Regions from separate parts of the Mus musculus genome. Here all the other regions are linked to region 5. The links are chromatin contacts, called in public promoter capture Hi-C maps. All regions are on one chromosome and are shown on one strand. The core of a region is the stretch at or near the end of the contact, and the rest is flanking DNA. Distances in the headings are between cores, read along the strand shown. Region 1 holds the start of Fahd2a (fumarylacetoacetate hydrolase domain containing 2A). Region 2 holds the start of Kcnip3 (Kv channel interacting protein 3, calsenilin). Region 3 holds the start of Bub1 (BUB1, mitotic checkpoint serine/threonine kinase). Region 4 holds the start of Astl (astacin-like metalloendopeptidase (M12 family)). Region 5 holds the start of Idh3b (isocitrate dehydrogenase 3 (NAD+) beta). Region 6 holds the start of Adra2b (adrenergic receptor, alpha 2b).

Evidence for each region. Promoter capture Hi-C pulls out the DNA fragments that hold promoters and counts their contacts.
Region 1: a contact with region 5 is called in a promoter capture Hi-C map of liver, with 6 times the contacts expected there. The contact joins the promoter of Fahd2a here to the promoter of Idh3b in region 5. A contact is called at or near these places in 4 of 39 promoter capture datasets (liver, pre-B cells and second pharyngeal arch cranial neural crest).
Region 2: a promoter capture Hi-C map of liver shows a contact between it and region 5, with 3 times the contacts expected there. The contact joins the promoter of Kcnip3 here to the promoter of Idh3b in region 5. A contact is called at or near these places in 2 of 39 promoter capture datasets (both in liver).
Region 3: a promoter capture Hi-C map of liver shows a contact between it and region 5, with 3 times the contacts expected there. The contact joins the promoter of Bub1 here to the promoter of Idh3b in region 5. A contact is called at or near these places in 3 of 39 promoter capture datasets (the C10 cell line, liver and pre-B cells) and 1 of 115 datasets of contacts at active chromatin or transcription factors (astrocytes).
Region 4: a contact with region 5 is called in a promoter capture Hi-C map of liver, with 7 times the contacts expected there. The contact joins the promoter of Astl here to the promoter of Idh3b in region 5. A contact is called at or near these places in 1 of 39 promoter capture datasets (liver), 1 of 115 datasets of contacts at active chromatin or transcription factors (thymic regulatory T cells) and 1 of 9 other capture datasets (macrophages).
Region 6: a contact with region 5 is called in a promoter capture Hi-C map of liver, with 8 times the contacts expected there. The contact joins the promoter of Adra2b here to the promoter of Idh3b in region 5.

Annotation. Positions count from the first base shown.
Region 1 is chr2:127,443,117-127,446,886 of GRCm38.p6, reverse strand. It overlaps Fahd2a (fumarylacetoacetate hydrolase domain containing 2A), which reads left to right and starts at 2,322. Exons shown (of 8, transcript NM_029629.2): 1 at 2,322-2,470.
Region 2 is chr2:127,519,689-127,523,184 of GRCm38.p6, reverse strand. Kcnip3 (Kv channel interacting protein 3, calsenilin) reads left to right here and starts at 1,793. Exons shown (of 9, transcript NM_019789.4): 1 at 1,793-1,947. The coding sequence starts at 1,933. The region is part of intron 2 of Gm35478 (a long non-coding RNA gene); the gene reads right to left.
Region 3 is chr2:127,829,446-127,833,383 of GRCm38.p6, reverse strand. Bub1 (BUB1, mitotic checkpoint serine/threonine kinase) reads left to right here and starts at 1,525. Exons shown (of 25, transcript NM_009772.2): 1 at 1,525-1,664; 2 at 3,647-3,706; 3 at 3,808-3,938. The coding sequence starts at 1,639.
Region 4 is chr2:127,339,442-127,342,976 of GRCm38.p6, reverse strand. Astl (astacin-like metalloendopeptidase (M12 family)) reads right to left here and starts at 1,341. Exons shown (of 9, transcript NM_001291003.1): 1 at 1,226-1,341; 2 at 501-626. The coding sequence starts at 1,280.
Region 5 is chr2:130,282,474-130,285,969 of GRCm38.p6, reverse strand. It overlaps Idh3b (isocitrate dehydrogenase 3 (NAD+) beta), which reads left to right and starts at 1,519. Exons shown (of 12, transcript NM_130884.4): 1 at 1,519-1,588; 2 at 1,722-1,799; 3 at 1,934-2,032; 4 at 2,141-2,261. The coding sequence starts at 1,553.
Region 6 is chr2:127,361,083-127,365,025 of GRCm38.p6, reverse strand. It overlaps Adra2b (adrenergic receptor, alpha 2b), which reads right to left and starts at 1,847. Exons shown (of 1, transcript NM_009633.4): 1 at 1-1,847. The coding sequence starts at 1,446. The coding sequence ends at 100.

The DNA of each region.
Region 1 (3,770 bases), core at 1,073-3,572, 2.8 Mb after region 5:
CCTAAGGCCCTGGGCTGCAGAAAAACAAAGAAAGATGAGCACCAGCATTCATCTCTTCGCTTCTTGATTGCTACCATGGTATAGCCAGCTTTCTCTGGTGTCTGTCACCACTCTTCCCTGCATGGTGATCTATTTGGATCAAATTGTGATCCAAAATGTCCCTCTTCTTCCTTAAGTTTTATGCCAGCTGTTTTGTTACAGCAGCAAGAAAAGTATGTGGGGAATTCAAGGAGCCAGCCCCTCCTATTCTCTCTCTACAAGTTTTTATAATTTTTATGTGTATGAGTGTTTTGTCTGCATGCATGTCTGTTTACTACATGCATGCTCAGTACCTATATGGGCCAGAGAGGGTGTCAGATATCTCAGAACTAGAGTTACAGCTCGTTGTGAGGCACCATGTAGGTCCTGAAACTCAAACCAGGTCTTCTGAAAGAGCAGCAGGTGCTCTCAACCACTGAGCCATCTCTCCAGCCCACCTCCTCTCTTTCTGCCAGCCGTCCATGCCACCATCAACAGTACACATGAATGTCCTGGCTGAACTCTCAAGACAATCAACAACACTGAAGAAAGAAGCAGATGTCAGTCCCTTATTGGCATGCTCTGAAGTTATTGTCCAGTTTCTAACTGTGAGGATGAAGCCTGATTTTACCTGAGAATTTGTAATCGTTGATATCAGAGCTAGGAAGAATGTTGTCAACCCCACAAGCAGGCTAAGCAACCATGGAGTGATGAGTCCCAGGTTTGATGTGCAGCTCCAAGACCTAGAGCATAGCAAAATCGCCTGCTCCTGTCACATCGGTTTGGTTTCATTGTGCTGTCAACCTCAGCTGACATCATGAACTATGAAGAAGAAAAACAAAATCACACAGGAAGGAAAGCCCTGGTCTTTTTCTAGGATTGAAAACATTGGTGTTAAAAGAAAAAAGAAGTCAGGTGTGGTGGTGCATGCCTTTAATCCCAGCACTCAGGAGGCAGAGGCAGGCGGATTTCTGAGTTCGAGGCCAGCCTGGTCTACAGAGTGAGTTCCAGGACAGCCAGGGCTACACAGAGAAACCCTGTCTCAAAAAACCAAAACCAAAAAAAAAAAAAAAAAAAAAAAAAAAAAAAAAAAAGCCTCACTGGGAAAAAATAAGAGGAATCTAATAAAAGCCTGTGCTTCTTCCTGGGGCAATGGAAGCCTCGGATGCTCTGTCTGGACCTTGATTCACTTAGGAGGCTCCTTCTCAGAGTCCCCTTTACATTTTCATAGGCCAGAGGACTCGGGGTGTGGTTGTAGAGGATGTTTCCACCCGAATGCCTGCTGCCTGGACTTGCCCATCACCCCACACACACCCTTTTCCCCCTAAAATAAGGTTCGTGAAGAACAGGGTGCTGCTACAAGTAGGTGAAGTTGGTGAGCCCTGACAAGCCTAAAAAGTAGACAGGCCACCATCTGTCTTCACTGTGTGCATTAAAGAAAAAATGGTGAAAAGCTGGCTACGACTTTGCCAATGTGGTCACACTGGAAAGAAAAGAGAAAAGACAAGAAAGGAAAGGGGAAAAGGTTCAGTGACTCCCCAAAGTCCATCTTTGGAGTCCCGACATGAGGTTCAGATTCTCAAATAGAAAGCAAGTGGTGTACATAACTAAGCAGTCTTGGTCAAGGTGTGGTCTTGCCGGTTATTGATCCACCATTATCTCAGTTCCAGTCTATCCCACAAGATAGTCTGACCAGTTGCCAAATCTGTGATATAGCTTACTGGGTGACAAAACTCCTCCTCTAGCTGGCACACACAAGCTTCAGTCTTTTCTTTCCCCCAGCACACAAGATTCATGGGGGAAAGCCCAGTAGCTGAAGGAAGGACACAAGTGTCTTTTGCCTTCAGAATCGCTTCATACCTGCCAAGACAACTAAATAAGTGGTTGGACGAGCCCTTACTGGCTCAGGAGCCATCATGGGCAAAATCACTCCTAGCCTTTATGTTTTCTCCACGAATACAACACATATAGACATCCCTGTCCTTGGTGGGTCAACATTAGAGCACAAAACTACTTGTTACTGTCTACCAGAGTGCTTCCTGGACAACTATGAGTAGGTGCCTGGCCCAGAAGCAGCGCCTGGCCAGAATTAGAAGCTCAAAGGTCGGATGCGCTCTCTCCGAGCCTGGGTATCCCAGGGTCACCCTGGAGCCAGCCACGGTCTCCCCAAATGCACACACTAGGCACCTGCTGGAAGTTCTGTGGCTAAAAGAAGTACCTAACAGCAGGAGGGCGGACTTCCGGGAGGAAGCAGGTGTCCTCCTGGTGGCGACAGCTTCGTGACGTCACCATATCGCGACTGCGAAGGGGCGGTCCCTATATTCCTTGGAGAAGAGTTAAGTGCTTGCAGCGGTACTGGCTGTGGCTTCTCCGCCCTCCCCTCTTGTCCTGCGGCTCCGCAGGCGTCCGCTGACAGCGCAGGAAGCCGGACAAGTCCGGCTGCAACGACCAGGTAAACTGAGGCTAGGCCAACTCAGAGGGAGTTGAACCGGACGTTGGGAGCCGAGTGGCTGACCTCGGTTCCCAGATCAGCAGGGTCACACGCACGGCGCAGCGCCTCAAGCTGCCCATTGCTGTGCTGTTTGCTAAGGGACCTTTGTGCTGCGAGTCATAGTGATTCGAGAGAATGAAATAACCTGTGAGCGCCCGTCACAGATTCATCATCAGCGGGGCTTAGAGTTATCAGAGAGCAGGTGTTCTGCCTTACCTCCACGGCCATGACCATGGGCTGGTAGCAGTTAGGACCTGAGAGGAGTAGGCAGGATTGAAACTAGATTATCTTGCTTGAGAAGTATCTTGCTTTTGAATTAAGAACTTCAATGTCATCTAGACATGGATTCAAATGCCAATTTTCTTTTAGCTGTAAGACCCTTGAACCTTAGGCAAACCAAACCCCTCTTACCCTATCCAAGCCTTGGCTTGTTCATCTGTAAAACTGGACCAGCAGCACCTGCCAAGCCACCGTCAAGAGAATTATAGTAGACCTCACAAGTGAGACACTTGGCTTTCCCTGGGACAGTACTGTTTTAGTGTATGGTGTGACTGGTCACATATGCTGGACCAGCCTTTGGACTGTGGCATGGCGGTACTTGTGTAAAACGACAGAGCAGGAGATGGAAAGCCTTTGGTTTTCTGGCCAGACTTGCAAGCTGGCACTCTGGTGATCCTGAACAGGGTAGGTTGGCTCAACCAGGTGAGGACCAAGAGCCCTGAACTGACGGAGCTACGTCTAGCAGTCTCTCTCATTTTTAGTATAAAGACGTGTGTGTGTGTGTGTGTGTGTGTGTGTGCGTGTGCGTGTGCGCGTACGCGTACTTTAGTCTTTGAGACAGAGTTTTTCATTGGCCTGAAACTCAACAATTAGGCTAGACTGGCTGGCTAGCAAGCCCCAGGAATCTACCTGTCTCCACCTATCCGGCACTGGGATTACAAGCATAGACCACTGTGTACAAACTTTTTTATGTGGGTTCTGGGGATTTAACTGATCTTCAGGCTTTCAGTGGAAACATTTTACCAGCCATGCTGTCTTCCTAGCCCCACACTGGTTTTAAAAGAAAGCTATCCAGAAGGGAGAGGACTCTGACAGGGAATGAAGACCAGACCTAGATTAAGACAAAGAAAGGGAATGAGTGAGGATATAGAGTGCAGATTATCTGGGGAATAGCTCAAGCTAGCATGTGCCTTCCAGGCCGGCACCTGTACCATTAAAAACAAAGGCAGCACGATAATGAAGCTTAACTTTGGGTGGAGCC
Region 2 (3,496 bases), core at 544-3,043, 2.8 Mb after region 5:
AAACCACACTGGACCTCCTTCAGCATCCTAAACCTTTTTGTGGGTCAGCAGGCCCCCAATCTTCTCAAATTCCAAGAGTTTAGGGGAAGTCAGCCTGTGCCCATGTGGCAAAGCAAGGCTGAGGTCCACTTGAGGAGATCTGCTTCAGCCCTTTTCGTTCCTCCATCTCCCAGAGACCCTGGAAGGACCCCAGCAATGCCCAGGCCCTGGGAAAGTCTGAGAGGACCCAAGGAAAGGGGGTCAGGTGACTTGAGGCTCCTGGCAGGGCACAGATGCCCATTCATACGTTTTATGAGGAGGGCCTGCTGGATAGGGCTGGGGAGGTTGCTGGCTCCCTGGTAGGCCCAGGACGGAAGGGTTCTGTTCTAGGCTGGCTCTGCCACAGCCTGTTACTCCCAAGGAGCTCCTATCAGAGGAGTGGAATCTCAGCAAGGGAGCCAAGCAGAGACTTGTGGCTCTCTAGAAAGAGGCACTGACTTGGAGTGGAGTGCTCAGACAACCCTGCCTCTCAAAAAATGCCACAAGTAAGGACAGGGCTTGATTCCTGAATCGTGGACATGTAACTGGTGGGTAGAGAGTTCCTCCAGAACTGGCTCTGAGTGAACACAGTCTGGATATACTGCTTTGTTGGATAGGTAAAGACTCAGCTTTCCTGAGTTTTGCCATCATTAACATAGACTGGGATAATGACCCTTTTCTTCTAAGCCCACTATGCCACTCCAAGGCCTTATGGGAATTTGCCTAATGCCAAGTCAGTTTGGAAGATTGGCACTGACCCCGGAGCCTCTGGGACCCTTGTCGTCCTCTTTCCCAGAGAGCCCTCTGTGGGAGAGTCTCTTGCCCGGAGTGAAGTCCTGCTGTGCAGATGGCAGAACTGTCCCCTCCCCTCTGGGGACAGCTTTCCTGCCTCGGGATCAACAGCCCCAGGGTTTTGCCCGGGGAGGGTCTAGCAGCTGCCGCTAATTGGCTGACTCAATAAAAAGGGGGTGGGACAGGGTAGGAAGGGCAAGCAAGTGCTCCTGGGCTTTCTGGGAAAGAGGGGATGGCTCAGGCTCTGTTTCCATGGGAACTACTGGCACTGGCAGGCTCCTCCGGGCGCCAAAAAGGGAAACTTGGCGCTGGTCTCCGTACCTGGCTCCTGGTGGATTCCCTTGGGCATTAGAAAATGCCCAAGAGCTTGTCTCCCACAGGGCAGGAAGGAGCCTTCCCGAGGACGGTCAGGACCCTCGATCCCTTCTCCATCCCCAGGTCCCACGCCAGGAGATCTAGGGGAGGTCCCGTGGTTGCTCTGAATGCCTGAATTTGGTCCCAACCTCAAGTCAAAGGACAGTGAAACTGGGAAAGTGTGAAGTGCTCGCTCCAGCTTGGAAGGTTTTCATACAGCAAGGCCTATGAGGGGTCGCACAGAGGTGACTAACAGATAGGGGAGAGCAACAAGAGGTGTTAGGACCCCAGGTGTTACCTTAGTGACGTAATCCCAAGGGCTCCTCTCTGTCCTGCGCAGGGACTGGTGGTGGAGTACCCTCCCTTCTATCCCTGTGACTGGGAAGGGTAGGAACAGACCCTGTACTAGAGGGAGATGAGAACCAGGGACAGACCCTGAGCCTAACTAAGCAAGGGGGGTTGGGGGCCAGATAGGCTGAGAGGCCAGGACTAGGAGCACAGGAAAAAGAGAAACTGGAGGTTGTCAGGATGGAGGCGAAGGAGGGGGGAGATAAGAGGGGGAGGGAAGAGGCAGAGGAAGAGAGGTGGAGCTAAGACTCGGAAGGAAGGGAGGGTGGAAGGAGTGGGCAGGGGGCGGGAGAGAAACCTCCAGTGACAATTGCGTCTGGGTCCAAGCAAACATGAGGCAGCTGCCAGCCGGACCAAGCAGTCTGGCTTGCTCGGGCTGCAAAGCGGGAAGATTAGTGACGGTCCCTTTCAGCAGCAGAGATGCAGAGGACCAAGGTAGGCGCTGAGGGGCTGAGGACTTGCCTGGACTTGGGGAAGGTGGGGCTCTGATGTTGGTCTTGACTAGAGAGTATTTTCACAGTGGTCCTTGGCCCCTACTCTCGCTAATCCATATAAGGGAAAGTAATTGTTCAGAGCATTCCTGCCTGGGAGGCTGGAATCCCGTGGCCTTTGGATGGAAGAGGCTCTGGGTGTCTGTGGACAGAAGAGAAGCTTGAAATTAGCTCCATGGCTGGTCCTGTTCAGTTAGGTCCTTGGGGCAGGGGCTGGGGTAGCTGACCCTGACCCTAGCCTCATAGATCTTAGTGAGACACAGGAGCATGGAAAAGGATGTCTTATGTGTGTGGGCAAGCCAACGGGCAAAGCTTTCAAGTAATCCATCAATGAATGAATGAAGACCCCCCCTTCTTCTTAAAGCACTATGAGACCCCTAATAAAATCACAAACATCTCTGCCTCTGTGGAGCTGTTGGGGGATGGAGAGAGAGGGGAGGCAAAGAGGCACCCGGTACAAAGTTCAAGAAATAGTAGCCAGGTGAGGGGAAGAAGAGAGACAAAAAAAAAATTAAAAAAAAAACAAAAGGTGTGCTCCAGCTTAGCACCGACCCTCAGAAAGTCTGACCTGGATGCCGCACACAAGTCCAGGGTAATCTTGCTTAGGGGGAGAAAGGATCAGATCCAGGTCCGGTTGAATGCCCCAAATAAGGAAATCAAGGTCTTATTTAAAAAAAAAAATAGATATTGGGCTGGCATCTTACAGTCTTTCTTCCCAAAAGATGTCTTCCTGCCCCACTCCCAATGAGGGCAAGCAGCCCAGAGAGGGCTGGAGACTGATTTCAGGCCATTCTGCCCCAGAGTCCAGGTTACTATCCCTGTCCTCTGGTCCAGTTCCCAGAATACCATGAAGGATCTGCAGATGGAACAAAGCCCTTTGAGCACAAGGGCAGGGTACCTTGAAAGGTACTTTCTCTCTTGTCACACCTGTCTCTAGAAAGCTCTGGACTGGCACAGCAGAAGCATAAACAGCTCTCTGTCCCAGACTCACATCCACACTCAGATGATAGGTGAAGCTGTGTGCATCTACAGACATTGGACACACAGATACCCTATGACTGTACCCCTCCCTCACAGAGCCCAGCAACGTGACTCTGTGTGTCCACAGATACAGGGAGTTCTACAGCCATGTGTGCATAGACCTGCACACAGCTGGCACTGTCCATCAGCAGGGGATAGCATAGCCCCCTTCCCTTTACCCATCTCTGGTGGCTCTAATTCCCAGAATTCTTCCTGGGTCCTTAACCACTACTCCCCTACCAGATGAGCAGAGTGTGAGGTCAGAGTCCCATAGTCCACTTGGCTGTTCTATTGGCCATTGTGGCCTCCACTGTGCCCACCATTGGCTCCTGGGCACTCATGGAACTCATTAGGCTTATGGCTGCCCCCTGGATTTCCATGTGTAGCTTGGCCCAAGATGGAAGCCAGCACCACAGTGACAGTGGAGCTGGATAAAGTCCCTACTGTCCCCTACCAGTAGGAGATTATGGAGG
Region 3 (3,938 bases), core at 276-2,775, 2.5 Mb after region 5:
TCACTGATAAGTGGATACAAGCCCTAAAATAACCAGGATTCAATTCACAGACCACATGAAGCTCAAGAAGGAAGACCAAAGAGTGGGTGCTTCGGTCCTTCTTGGAGAACAAAATACTCATAGGAGCAAATATGGAGATAAAGTGTAGAGCAGAGCCTAAAGGAAAGGCCACCCAGAGACTGTCCCACCTGGGAATTTATCCCATATACAATTATCAAACCCAGATACTATTGTGGATGCCAAGAAGTGCATGCTGAAAGGAGCCTGATATGTCTGTCTCCTGAGAGGCCTTGCCAGAGCCTTACAAATAGAGGCAGATGTTAGCAGCCAAACATTGGAAGTGTATTCTTAATCTACTTTGCTTGCTACTATCTACGAGGAATGCAAGAACCTGGAACTCCCTCTAGTGGTGTTTACCAATTCTGCCAATATCATGGCCACAGACAATATTTTCGTGTGCAGCTATAAAGACATGTCAGGAATGTTCCTCTAGTTAGATGATTCTAGGAAATCAAATGGGAAATCACTCATAATTCTTTTCTCTAGGTTAGAAAATGTCTATCTGTCCAGAAGCTGCAATATCTTTTTTATCAACTTGAAGGAGCTGAAAAACTCCCAGGACCTTTAGAAACAGGAAGGTAGTAATCGCATGAGTCTTTTATGTTCTACTTGCTTTGGTCAAGTGACCCTAGAGAGGCAAAGTGGGAAGTTATTAAAACTCAAGAAGCAGGGAAGACTAGATTATTTCTCAACTCACTCTCAGGGCACATGAACATGTTAAATATTTATTCTTGGACTTCCGGACTCTTTAAAATTACTATGAATATTTTACAAATACGTGTGGGTGTGCCTTTATGTGAACCAAGTGTGGCAGAGGCCAAAGGCATGGGATCCCATAAAACTCTGGATGGACACACACACACACACACACACACACACACACACACACATATACATGGCTATTTGTCTTCATTCGTGAACCAGACATAATGATTGTGGTTTCCTCATTTGTTATATGAGTATGTGCCACGGCATGCATGTGGAGATCAGAGGACAACTTGAGGAAGTTGGTTTTCTTTCCTTCCACCTTGTGGATGCTTTTATTCACCGAGCCAGCTCACCAGCTATGCCATTTCTGTTAAGCAAAGAGGACAAAAATTCGTGAGTGACTCTCAAGACCCAAGAGGACTCAAAGGGGTTTCAGTCACAGAATCGTCACGTTCGGCCTGGTAGTGTAATACTGTAAGCCAGTTGCCATTTATACCGTTTTTTAAAAAGTAATAATAATAACTCTATGCCAAAACATGGCTAGTGTCTCACTAGAATGGAAACAAACCTTAGCTCAGTCAGCACCTAGCATAGGACTCACTAAAAGGCAAATGAAAAGAACTGCGGGCTAGGGACGGAGGGGGCGGGGACGGAGGCGGGACTTTGTCTCCCAGCAACGGCCGCAGCGATTGGCCAGCTCTCCCGCAGCGGAGACCAATAGTCAGGCGCGCTGCCCACGTTCGACATCACAAGTGCGGCTGCGCGGGGAATTCGAATCGCCGGCGGCCTTCGAGACTCGGGGTTAGGGGCTGATGGGGAGTTTGGTCGGCGGCTGGTGGGGTATTTCGCCGCTGCGCGTTTTTTCTCGTCATGGACAACCTAGAAAATGTCTTTCGGTAAGTGTCGGTCAGGTGCGGTGAGGTGGGCCGGTCGGGACGGTTAGAGTCCGGGTCCCTCAGGCGCGCTTTCTCCTCAGCGCCGCTTCCTCAGCGGGTTCGCTGCACCAGGCCTCAGCCAAGGCGGTAGCCCCCGGGTCACTCGAGTAGACGTGCAAGCTGCAGCCGGCTACCGTTTTGTGCCGAGGATTTGGGCAGTCTGCGGAACCTTCTGAAGTCACGTATCTTCTCCATGGGGAACTTCCTCTAGACGCGAGGGACGCCCCGCCTTCAAAACCCAAACTTGTGTGGTGGTGGAGATTTTTGGAGAAAATTTCAAAGTCTGATAAAAATGCCACCCAACTAAGGAAAGAATTTATTATTTCTCGATTGCCTGATACGTAAGAAAAAAATTAAAGCTGAACTTTATGGGGGGGGGGGAATGCTTGCTATTAAGTCATTTGAGGCTTCCTGCAGGCACTGATTGGTTATTTGTTTTTGTTTTGGGGTCTGGGGGCGGGCGCTTAGGTGACTTACTCAGCCTGTGATGTTAAGCCATTTAAAACTGTTAAATCGGATGTTACAAGAAATACAATTTTATTTTCATCAGTTCTTTAGGTATTCTAAGAGTAAGATATCCAAAATCTGTTGGCGTTAAGCAATTTAATTTTTGATCAGATCGACTAAGGATTTCCCCTCCCCGTTCTAAAATAGAAGCTAGGTATTTTGATTTTTAAAGACTAATTTATTTTAATGATTTGATGTTTAAGCCATTTTCCCAGGAGGTGTGGTTGGTGTGGGGCTATTCAATGTTTGTTTATCTTGGACAAATATTTGTATTTCTTATTTTGCTAAATAAGAACTTCTAAACACAGAAGTAGTGCTGACATTTCAAACATGCTAAAAAGAATCCAAAATGAATCCAAAGTGAAAAAGTGAGAATCGTTGACTTAAAAATAAATTGCTAAAATCTCTACTAAATTATGAGAAAACCATTGCAGTTTCTCTGAATGATCATTTCAGTTTGCCAGTGAAATATATTTTGAGATATAGTTTTCTGGTCATCTACCAAAATACTACTTTTAAATTCTTTTTCTCCTAATCTTATCATTTCTCAGTTTAAAAACCTATGGTTGTTTCTCAACTTGATGCATACTGAGAATACAGTTAATTGCCATGTATCCTCTCTCCAAAGTTGTACACATACTATTCTCACCCTTACTTGCTGTAACTTCTGAACTCATTACTGTTTATGGTTCCAGCCCTGCTCCTTTTTGTGAAGGAACAAAGAAGACATTTAAAATGCAGATAGAGCTTGCCACCTCTTCTCTTCACACTTTATTTGACTCTTTCTGCTCAAGTTCTGTCAGCCTGTATGATTTCCCTAACATGCCTGTGGTAGCTAGCTAACAAGTCCTTAAGTATAACATATGCCCACTCTTACTCCTTTAGTTTGCCCCCCTTTTCTATTTAATAGTTAACGAAACATGGTACTATTTTTATGTTTGTGTTTGTTTATCCCACTAGCATCTGAGGTCATTGGGCCCTGATTTGTTTGCCTGACTTCTTAAGCTGTGGTTAGGTACTATGGAAGTAAGGGAAGCAAAGTCCTCTGGGAGCATTGTCATCATGGGCTCTTCCTTTGGGACAATGTTAGATTTGGACTCAAGCCAACAGTCTCTGGAAACTCCGAATTGAATTACTGGGGCTATCACACCAAAAGGAGAGGCATTCTTTGGATCTTAGTCTAACCCTCTAACTTAGCTGTGCTCTTGAGAAATAAGACAATGACGTTGGAGATCAACTAATCTAGATAGACTATGAAGCAAATACTGTTTCTGACTTTTTGAACACTTCTGAATGATTGCTCTTTTATGTGATATTTGGGTTGTTGAAGTCAAGATTTCCATTCTCTAGTACATAGATAACATAATGTAGAATCAAATATATCTTTGTCATCTAGGAATTATTCTTTCTTTCATGTGTGTACTTCTCTATTCTAGCATGTTTGAAGCCCATATGCAAAGCTACACGGGTAATGACCCACTTGGAGAATGGGAAAGGTTAGTGCATGTTTGTTTGTTTTCCTTTAAACAAAGGAACCATATTTTACCCTGTGGAAAACTAATATCCGTGGAAAACTAATATCCGTATTTTTTTCTAGCTTTATAAAGTGGGTAGAAGAGAATTTTCCTGACAATAAAGAATACTTGATGACATTATTAGAACATTTAATGAAGGAATTTTTACATAAGAAGAACTACCACAATGATTCAAGATTCATCAATTATTGCT
Region 4 (3,535 bases), core at 92-2,591, 2.9 Mb after region 5:
GAAGGGAGCAGTAGTCACCATCTACACTAAAGCAAGATTACCGCTGTTCTGCCAACATTTCAGCCCATGATGACGCCAAGATCTGAATTCATTTCCATTGCCAACAACTTCAGCCCAATGCGTCTGTGTTCCTCATGTCCGAGATCCCCAGACAAAGATGCCCTGAGCCACAGACTTCTTTGTTCCTTAACAATCCACCCCACTTGGCCAGGTCACGCTTACACACCGCTACTTACAGAGAGATTGACATGCTCTCAAATATCGACTGATGATTTTACTCAAGTCCCAAGCCGAGAGAACACCAGTGCTCTTATCAGATCATTCTAAAGACATTTACAGTATCTCATATAAAAAATATTAACCAGCAAAAGAATACAGAAAAACAGACAAGCATTTCCTCATGAAACTTGATTTCCCTGCATGCATGGGGACATTTCCTCTCAATCTTTTCCGCATGTCCACATTCAGCATGGCTTTGGAGTGTGGCCCCGTGTTCTCACCTTGGTTAATTGCGGGGATGTCCTTGTCCTGAAATACCGGGCTTCCCTCAGGAGTGAAGCCTTCTGGAACACTGGTACTGCAGACTCCAGAACATCTGGATGCTGAGGGTGCTCCCATGCTCAAACCTGGCTCAGGAAGACAAGTGCAGACATATAGATGCCCCCGGGACTCCACTGTGAGCCGGGACAGCAGGCAGCAAAATCCAGCCCCTTCCAGGAGAGGCCACCCAGGATGCATTCCTGAAGCCTGCCTGGCTATCTCACTCATCATACCTGGTGACAAGGCCTAGATGCCTTCAGTGAAGGAGATCCCTTTAAGGGACTAACACTTGGCTCAGAAAGGCTAGGGCAGCCAATATGAGGCAGAAAAGAGGCACAGTAGACTTTAAATCTTCAGGCAGCACCAGAATCAAGGCTGGCCTCAGACCCTACTCTTGAACATTTCTCTCCACTCAGGCTGAGTGCCTGCTGCCCCAGCCAGGCTAGAAACTGGCTTACCTTAAAACAAGTAGGTATATGGTATGACACTTGGCAATCTGCTGTTAGGTGGGCCCTCTCTACTCCTACAAGTATCAGGAGGCCTCCTCCTTGGTTCCCAGGGGCTCACTCATAGGTACAACCCTACAACGCCATGTTGGAGCTGTGAAACTAAGTTAAGATTATCTTAAGCCACAGCTGCAGCCTCTGGCCTCTTCCCAATGTCCCAGAGACTGGAGCCAGCTTACCTAGCAAGGAGAGCATAGTTAATATCCAAGGCCACAGGCTTCCCATGATACCCATGGTGGGTCCTCACTGCCCTCTTGGCAAGCAACACACAGAAATGTGGCAGGGAAAGGCCTCCTTAACTCAGGGACTCTACCATCCACCCCCTTTAATAGGGGCTTCTCCAGCCCACACCTGCAGCCTCCCAACCACCTCCACCTGCAGTTCCTCCCAACAACTATCACCTGAAGACCTGCCCAGTCTTACCAGAGGACTCTACCCCTGTCCCCAGCCTGAGCCTTCTGGACCATAGTCCCATCCATCTTGGCTGAAGTGGGTAAAAAGTGGGCCGGGGACACAAAACAAATCCTTAGGATACCCTTGAGCAGGGTAGCTTCCCTGAGATTCCCCCTCCTGCCACCAGAGGGCAGAGAAGCATTGCAGCCTCATGTAGTTCATGACTTGGATTGAGATCCAGTCACTAAAAGGGGGCTTTCCTTTTCCTGTTCCACCAACTACCGGAGGGTTCAGACCCAGAAAATCTGCTGGGAAACTCAAGGCACCTCTCCCTATGTGGTCACCATACCCGTATAATCTCTCCCCTCCCCCCTCCCCTCCTCTATTTATACGAGAAAGGGTCTCATTAAGTAGCTTTGGCTGTCCTGGAACTCAGTATGTAGACCAGGCTGGCCTCAAACTCAGAGAGATCTGCCTGCTGCCTGTGTCTACCTCCTGAGTGCTGGGATTAAAGGCATGTGTCACTATGCCCAGCTATAAGCTTTTATTTCAGAAGCCATATAGGAAAGTACACAGGTTGCAAGACTCTGAGAAACTTCACACTGAACACCAGCATCATCAGCACCCAGAGACGCCCCCCACTGCAGAGGGGACACTTTTGAACTCTTAGACGCTCATATGACTGTGGTCCTTCCAATGCCACTGCCCACTGACATGATCGGCCAGGGCCCCTTCCCATTTCACTAATTCAAAATACAAAGCTCCCAGACTTTCTTCCTTTACATCCTGCCATCCAGAGACCCGGCCTGGATGGACAGCCTGGAACATACCAAGTCCACCCCCATGTTCAGTAAAGGAAAGCCAGAGCTCCACAAGGACCTGTTGGCATTCTTGCTGAGCCTGGGGCAAACATCTCTCAAGAAGTAGAAGCTAGAGCCAGACAGAGGGGCTATAATAAAAGCAGATGCTGCTGATGCCTGAGCAGAATCTAGACTGGTTTCCAGGAATCCGATGGATATGCTAATTATCTTGACCAGCAGACTCATTCCTTCACAGTGCTTATATATGTCAAAGCTTGTCAAGTACCTTAAACACTCCATTTTTTTCCCATTAAAAAAGAAGATGCCAGGGGTGGTGGCGCACCCCTTTAATCCCAGGATGTGGGAGGCAGAGGCAGGAGGATTTCTGAGTTTGAGGCCAGCTTGGTCTACAAAGTGAGTTCCAGTACAGCCAGGGCTACACAGAGAAACCCTGTCTTGAAAAACAGAAGAAGAAGAAGAAGAAGAAGAAGAAGAAGAAGAAGAAGAAGAAGAAGAAGAAGAAGAAGAAGAAGAAGAAGAAGAAAACGACGACATGAGTTGTCATGGTGGTTCACACCTGAAATCCCGTAGAACCGATTGAAAATTAGCCTGGGCTACATAGTGAGGGGCCATCTCAAAAATATATTTAAAACAATGACCTAACTACTTAAATGTGCTTACTAAAATCATTATCATCACATTAGTGGAAAATCTCATACACAGTATTTGGGAGGCAAAGGTAGGTGGATCTCTTGTGAGTTTGAGGTCAATTTGGTCTACATATTCAGTTCCAGACAAATCAAGGCCACATAGTAAGACTGTCTTAAAAAAGGAAAGGAAGGAAGAGAGGGAGGAGAGGAAAGAAAGAAAGGCCATTTGCTAGGCAGGTAAGATGTTAGAAACACAGAAGGGCAAGGAATAGGTCTAATGGGACCGCCAGCAACCAGCCATGCTATGTATAAGATAATGAAAGGTTAATGACTCTGGGACGCAGGTGTCCACCCTGAGCTGGGCATCAAGTCCACAGGTCCCAATAGAAACTGGTAGGGTTGCCTGCCTCATGGCCTGGTACAGGCGGGCACCAGTACAATAAACAGATATAAGATGAATAGTGGGGAACATAGAAAAACTAAGCAGTGTGTGTGTGCTACGGAGAAAGGCGAAACTGGAGATGTGATTGATGGTGGTGACGGATGAGAGAGGGCTGGTGGACACGCTGTCATTGCCCAGGAAGGTTGGCAGAATGGCAGCCTGGAGCTTATGCTGATGCAGACTCAGCTCCCCAGACCTTCTGCC
Region 5 (3,496 bases), core at 270-2,769:
ACCCCCATGTATCTGCTTGTGTACTTTATAGGGCCCTAGAGTCTTCTCCCTGATGGTCCTGCTCAGATACCTGATGTGCCTTGAGTGAAAATGGCCAGTTTGAACTGGAGAGAGAGAGAGAGAGAGAGAGCCCAGCTGCTTCCTGATCTTGCTGCCGTCCCTTCCCCTCTGTGGTGACTGGGGTCTCCTGGAGCCATGAGCTAAAGTAAATCTGTTCTTTCGAAAGCTGCTTTTGTCTGTGTTTTGTCCCAACAATGATAAAAGTAATTGATACAAGTCCATTAGGCAGGCATGGGGTACACGCCTTTAATCCTAGCACTTAGAAAGCAAAGAGGCAGGTGGATCTCTCTGAGTTCCAGGTCAGCCTGGTCTACATAGGAAGTTATAGGTCAACCAGGGATATAAAGAGAGATCCTGTCTCAACAAAACATACATGCCTGTTCTGATACACTTTCCGTGTAGCACTCAATAAATTATATGAGATACTCAACATTCTATTATAAAATAGACACTGGGTTTAGCAATCTAATGGAGTTTTGAGAGGAGATGATATAGAGGACCCGCCCCCCATCCAGGATCCCTGGGGACATAACTAAGCAGCTAAATCAATGTCAGTAACTCTTTATTTCCAGAAGTAGTGGGAGAGAAACTATCAGCTATCATGATGAATGAGTTTTCTGTTTACTGCATGAGAACAAATTCATGAGTGAAACACACACAGATCTATAATCAAACTATTGAAAACACACCATTTCACCTGTAATACATACATGGCTAGAGGTGCCCTGCAGGATAGTTATAATCTTCATCATATGTACAAAGGAGAATGTACAGGGATATACACAGCAATGTTGCTGAGAAGAGCCCAAATCAGATTTCATACTAGGTATCTGCCTATTTAAGAAAGGATTAAGCAATTTAGTAAATTTAAATTATAGCATACTATACAGTGGAGCAAAAGAATTAGCTTTTATTTTTCAGCTTCTTTTTTTTTTTTTCCAGGATGTGGTGGTGCACACCTTTAATTCCAGCACTTGGGAGGTGGAGGCAGGCGGGTCTATGAGTTTGAGGCCAGCCTGGTCTACAGAGCTACCTCATCAACTCCAAGTTAGTTTTCTTATCATAACCAGTTTTCTTTGTAATCTGAATTATTTTACCTATTTAAAAGAATTCTAAGTGACTAACAGTGAGTACTAGTTAAGAGAATAACGCATAACAGAACATTCAAACATTCACAAATTCCCAAGACTTCTCAACTTATTGTTAAACTCACATCCTTGTTCAATACTTGGCCATATATATTTGGATGTTGTTTTGAATTTTCAAGAGAAATTAAATCTGACGAGTGAAAACAAAGCAAACAGACAAACTGGTTGTGTGTCCTGTGACCCTACATTACCAAACAGAAGGAGAGAACTCAAGTGAATCCGTACACACCGCCGATTGGTACGGGAGAAAGAACCGCCAAGCTCGCCAGGGCTGACAGGAAGTCCAGCTCCCACGACCGCGCTCGCTTCCGGCGTCACTTCCCCCGCGACTTCCTCGGCCGAACATGGCAGCGCTGAGCAATGTCCGCTGGCTGACCCGAGTGAGGCCCGGGACGACCTGAGCGGAGGGTGGGCGGGAGAACAGAGGGTTTGTCCGCGGTTTCCAAAAGAAGGCAAGGTCATCGCGGTGTAAGGGGCCGCGGTGTCCCCGATCTGACCTTGTGTCTGTCGCAGGCGGTGCTCGCCGCTCGGAACTCCGGGGCATGGAGAGGTCTCGGAACATCTACGGCTCACGCCGCTTCCCAGAGCCAGGTACGCTTGAGTCCAGCTTCGTTCTCGCCCATCCTTGTCGCCTCCTTGCCGCTCCCCTGGGTTTCCCCTCCCCACCTCTTTCCCTCTGACTCCCACTTCTGCCCCTGCTCCATCTCTGCTGGCCCCACTCACAGGCACAAGATGTGAGGGTGGAGGGTGCCTTTCCTGTGACCATGCTGCCTGGAGACGGCGTGGGGCCAGAGCTCATGCATGCTGTCAAGGAAGTGTTCAAGGTGAATAGCCCGGGGCGGGGGATGGGTGGCGGATCAGGCTACAGGGATGGATGGGTTGTTGGAAAGTTCAGACCTGACCCAGCCCTGTGCTTGGACTTATCCCTGAAGGCTGCTGCTGTCCCTGTGGAATTTAAGGAGCATCATCTGAGCGAGGTGCAGAATATGGCTTCTGAGGAGAAGCTGGAGCAGGTGCTGAGTTCCATGAAGGAGAACAAAGTTGCCATCATTGGTTTGTATGGCACTCTGTCATTTAAGAGCAGTGTTCATAAAGCCCCTCTCTCTGCAGTGTGTATATATCAGTTTTCCAGACTGGCCTCTACTGACATTTAGGAATTTGTTTCTTCTCAGTGGCAAACCAGGAGTTAGTGATGTCAGGAAGGGGTTGGGACCTGCTGAGGCTGTGTCACCGGGGTCAGACCCTGTTAGTTGTGTCTGCGTGCCCATTCTTTTTTGGTTTGTTCATTTATTGTTTGTTGTTGTTGTTGTTGTTGTTGTTAGTTTTTCCAGGTAGGGTTTCTCTGTGTAGCCCCGGCTGTTCTGGAACTCTCTGTAGACCAGGCTGGACTCGAACTCACAGAGATCTGCCTGCCTCTGCCTCTCTGCTCTCTGCCTCTGCCTCCCAAGGGCTGAGATTAAAGGCACGGCCACCCTAACCCAGTGTGCGCTGATCATTCTAACCACTCCATTTCTTCTCTTGTGCTGTTTTATTCCCCATATTGGATTTTTAAAAATTTATTTATTTATTTATTTATTTAGCTTGTAGGTTTCCTCCTATAGACCCACTTTCTTGGACAGCCTCACTTGCAGGGCCAGCTTTTGCAGAGGAAAGTCAGTTCTTTATAATCTGGCCCCTGATGTTCCTGTTTTCCTTTCTACAATTTGTTCTGTGCGTTGCTCACAATCCGCTGTCCTAATTGTCCTGTATATGTCACTGTGTCACCTATCAGGATCTCCACTCACTTGTGGCATTAGTTTCCTATGACTGCCATTGGATGCTACTGAAAATAACATATATAATTCAGTTCCTGAAGCTACAGTCCCTCTAAGTTCCTTGGGGCAAGTTTGATCCTCACCAGCAAAATACCCAATTTCCTTTTCTTGTTTTTTCTTTGTGCACAACTACTATCAAATGGCAATCAACCAACAACCCCTCTCTGCTTCTCAGGACCCTAACATTTCTATACCCTCTTGAAAAGCTCCCACAATTCTAAATGTTACATAATCACAAAAACTACCTGATCCCAGGCAAAACCACACCCGGCATGAGGCAAATCTTAGTCAACTGCTGTGAAGAGTCTGAAGCAGACCTGTATCCCACACCTGGGAATAAAACAAAAACATAGTCTCATAACATTTCAGTGGATTTTTTTATAAAGAAACCAAAATTCTCACTATAAAATCCTCATTTATAGTTTCTCCCTGCCGCCTCCCCCCCCCCCCCCCCAAATAAAGTCATGTTTATGG
Region 6 (3,943 bases), core at 598-3,097, 2.9 Mb after region 5:
GGCCCCAGGGAAATGGTCACATAGACTGCGGAGGTGGCAGACTACCACCGGGTGGTCCTGGCACTAACCCTGCCTGGCACTGGCCCGGAGCAGGCAGGCTCACCAGCCAGTCTGGGTCCACTGCCGGCAAAGGATCCTTCGAAAGGCACGGCGGAAGTCCTGGTTGAAGATGGTGTAGATGACAGGATTCAAAGAGCTGTTGCAGTAGCCAATCCAGAAGAAGAACTGGAAGAGGCCATGGGGTACCTTGCAGTGCTGTGGGCAGATGGCCCCCAGGCTGTAGCTGAAGAAGAAAGGAAACCAACAGACCACAAAAACACCAATGACCACCGCCAGCACAAAGGTGAACCTCTTCTCTCGGCTCAGCTGTGTCCGACGGCGCCACCACTGCCCACTGGCCACACCCACATTCTTGCTCAGAAGCACCTGGCCACGTAGCGTGGCCAGCACCCGGGAAGTCTGAGGCTGCTGCAAGGGTGGGTTGAATACTGAGGCAGGAGAAGCTGGCAGTGTTTGGGGTTCACATTCTTCCACCTCCTCTTCATCCTCTTCAGCTCCCTTCTCTGCAGTTGCCCCACTAGTCCCCTTCTTCTGGTCCTGGACTGATCTGGGCAGGGCAGACCAATTGGGTGGCAAAGCCCTGGCTTCGGGATCTTCAGGGGTCTCCCCCTCCTCCTTCTCCCTTGGAGGCTTGGGGTGTCCATTAGCCTCTCCGACAGAAGATAGAGGAGAGACCAGGGTGGGCACTTTAGCCGAGGCTGGAACTCCCCCGGCGGCCGGATGGGGCTTCTTGGACTCACCCTCCCCAGAGCCCCTCTTAGCTCCGAGACCTCTGCAGTGGCTGCGTTTGGCAATTACATAGATTCGCAGGTAGACGAGAATCATGATGAGGCAGGGAGCAAAAAAAGATCCGATGCTGGAAGCCAAGATGTACCAGGCTTCTTGGTTGAGCTCACACTGGGGGAGCCCGTGGGGCTCTGGGCGCTGGTCGCCCTTGTAGATGAGGGGCGGTAGAGAAATGACGGCTGCAATGAGCCACACGGTGAGGATGATGCATTTGATGCGGCGTGGAGTGCGCTTGGAGTTGTACTCCAATGCTCGGCTCACTGCCCAGTATCTGTCCAGACTGATGGCACACAGGTGCACGATGGAGGAGGTACAGAAGAGCACGTCTAGCGCCAGGTAGACCTCGCACCACGCACGCCAGAAGTACCAATAGCCCAGCAGCTCGTTGGCCAGAGAGAAAGGGATGATAAGAGTAGCCACTAGGATGTCGGCTGCTGCCAGTGACACCAGGAAGAGGTTTTGTGGTGCACGGAGAGAGCGGCTGGTCAACACAGCCAGAATTACCAGCGCATTGCCGAAAATGGTGAAGAGGATGAGAAAGGTGATGGCCGACGCGATGGCGGCGGTGGCCTGCACCGAGTAGGGCTCCTGGTGGACCATGGCGGGGCCGGACATGTCCAGAGAGAAAGATGCTGGCCAAACTCACAGTACGCAGGAGAAAGCGCCACCCTAGCTCCGCTACTGTTGGGGGCCGTCCCCCCAGGCGGTGCAGATGGCTCTGGAGCACCGTAGCCTGGCCGGAGGTCCGGGGACACCCAGGACCATCTATCGCTCTCTTACGTTCTCTGCCACTGGTGCCCGGCGTCCCTGCAGTCCGCCCCAGAGAAGTTTTCCAAGTTGTCTCACTGCCGTCCCGGGACCAGAGGAAAGTCGCGCCGTCGTGCGGCACAGCTGCAGGACTCACAGAACCGACTGGGGAAGCGCACCCTGCTCTCGGTAAAGGCGCTCTCTCCCGGAGCCGCGCCTGCAGTCAGCCCTCCGCGCAGGGGCGTGAGGAGGAGAGCCAGCACCGCGGGAGGAGGGAGGAGATTGGGGGCGGGAGCTGGAGGAGGGAAGGAGGCGGGGCGGGCGATCCGACCAGGGTGGGTGGAAGGTGCGCTTTGCGGGACATGGACCTGCGACGCACATCTTTTACTCGCCCCGGGCCCCAACATCTTTCTCCTTCCCGCCGCTGCGCGGCCGAGTCTAGAGAGCAGGGAGTCTGGGGTCGTCGGCGTTCTGGGAAGAGTATGTACCGAAGAGAATCGGTGCGTGCTGAGACCCGGAGCTGGTCTGTCCCAAGGGTCCACTTGCCTTCTGTCTGCGAGTCTAGGACAGAGCACCCAGATCGATAGACTGCTTTTGTCGCTTGCAGCAGCCCGACAGAAAAGCGTGTAGGAGAGTGTTGAGCTCTTAAGCATAATAAGCCACACCTCCATCCAGCATCCCAGCAACCGAGAACCTTAGGGGCCGGACCAAAGTGGGGAGAGAGTTCCAAATCCCCTTTCCTAACGCTTCCCCACCCAAACACCACTAGGTCTAGGTCAGACTTGCGAGGTGCAATGAGTGAGTCTCTGTGCTGCGAGCGCCCTCTGCTGCCATCTGAGTGCAAGAGGCTAGGGGCCGATGTCCTCGCAGGTCCCAGACACACACACACACACACACACACACACACACACACACACACACACACACACACACACACACACACACTAACTACTCCTTGGTGAGAAGCGACTAGTGGACTTCAACCACCCTATTGCTGCTTCCTTTTTCTCCATTAAAGGCAAAAAAAAAGTTAAAGTAGGAAGGGAAAACTGGAGAGATGGATCCGTGGTTAAGAGTGCCTCTTGTAGAGAACCTGTGTTCGGTTCCCAGCAGCCACAACAGGTAGCTCAAAACTGTAACTCCCGTTTCAGGGATGGTATGCCTCTGGCCTCCACCTACACTCCCCTGAACATAGCCACACAGAGACCCATACTTTAAAACAAATCTTAAAGAGGGAAACAGCTTGACTCAAAGCGCAGGTTTGGAGAGGAGCCTCTTGACCAACGGAAAAGGAGGTCCCTCCTCCAGAGCGGTGTGAGGAGATCTCTCCATAGCTCAGAAAAAGTCAATGTGGGTGGCTCAGGTGTAGAAAGGAGCCGGCCTTGGCCGCCCCAGATGTTCATGCAGCCTATCCAGTGGGAGAACAAGTTTGAGTGCTGAGCGCTTGCTCTTGCAGAGGACCCGATTTCAGTTTCAAACCCCTTTCCATCAGCTCACAACAGAATGTAATTCTAGTTCCAGGATATCTGATGACCTCACTTGACGCCACAGGCACCAAGCGCACAGGTGAAACATAAATACACGCAGAAAAAAACAATCATACACAAAAAAATAATAAATCTTTAAAAAAAAAAACTTTGAACTGGGCCCTGCTCCACCCCCAGCCTCAAGGAGGTTTCTCCACAGCTTGTGTGAAAAGAACCAGGCCTTGTATTTACAGCTCCTAATTCTGAAGGGCACTACATAAATATATATATATGAATCCCTAAAGATGGAGTCCACTCCCAAATCTCACCTCAAGTCAGTGAGTCTACTGGACTTGTCATGGCCACCACTGTGAGATCTCAAATGTGACCGTTGGGTCCCCACAGACCAGTCTTTCCTCAACTCAGTCTCCAGATCACCATGCCTAGCCACATGGGGACACTTTGAGCAATGCCTCCCCACCTCAGGCCGAGCTGCAGCTAGCTCTCTAGTTAGGTGGGACTGTCACAACCAGAGAGGGTGGTGCCATGTAGACCAGGCTTGAAAAGGACAGCCATTCACCTGCCCCTTTGAGGCTGTAGTCTTGAGACAGGTCTTACAGACCATCACGTTGGACAGGGCTTGAGTCCACAGCCACAGGTGATGAAGAAGTCCTCGTAGCCCCATTTACTGAGAAAGGGCTGAGGGTGGTCGTGGGAGCTTGAGAAGTAGCCACTGAGGCAAGTCCCTACTTGTCCCAAGCAACCTCCAGCCACACTCAAACTGAGAGAAGACTTCACAGATGATCAACGTCAGATGGGATATTTTATGGCCCATTCTCCTTAAAGGGCCAGGTCTCCAGGATCCTGCAGGAAGAGCAGCCAAG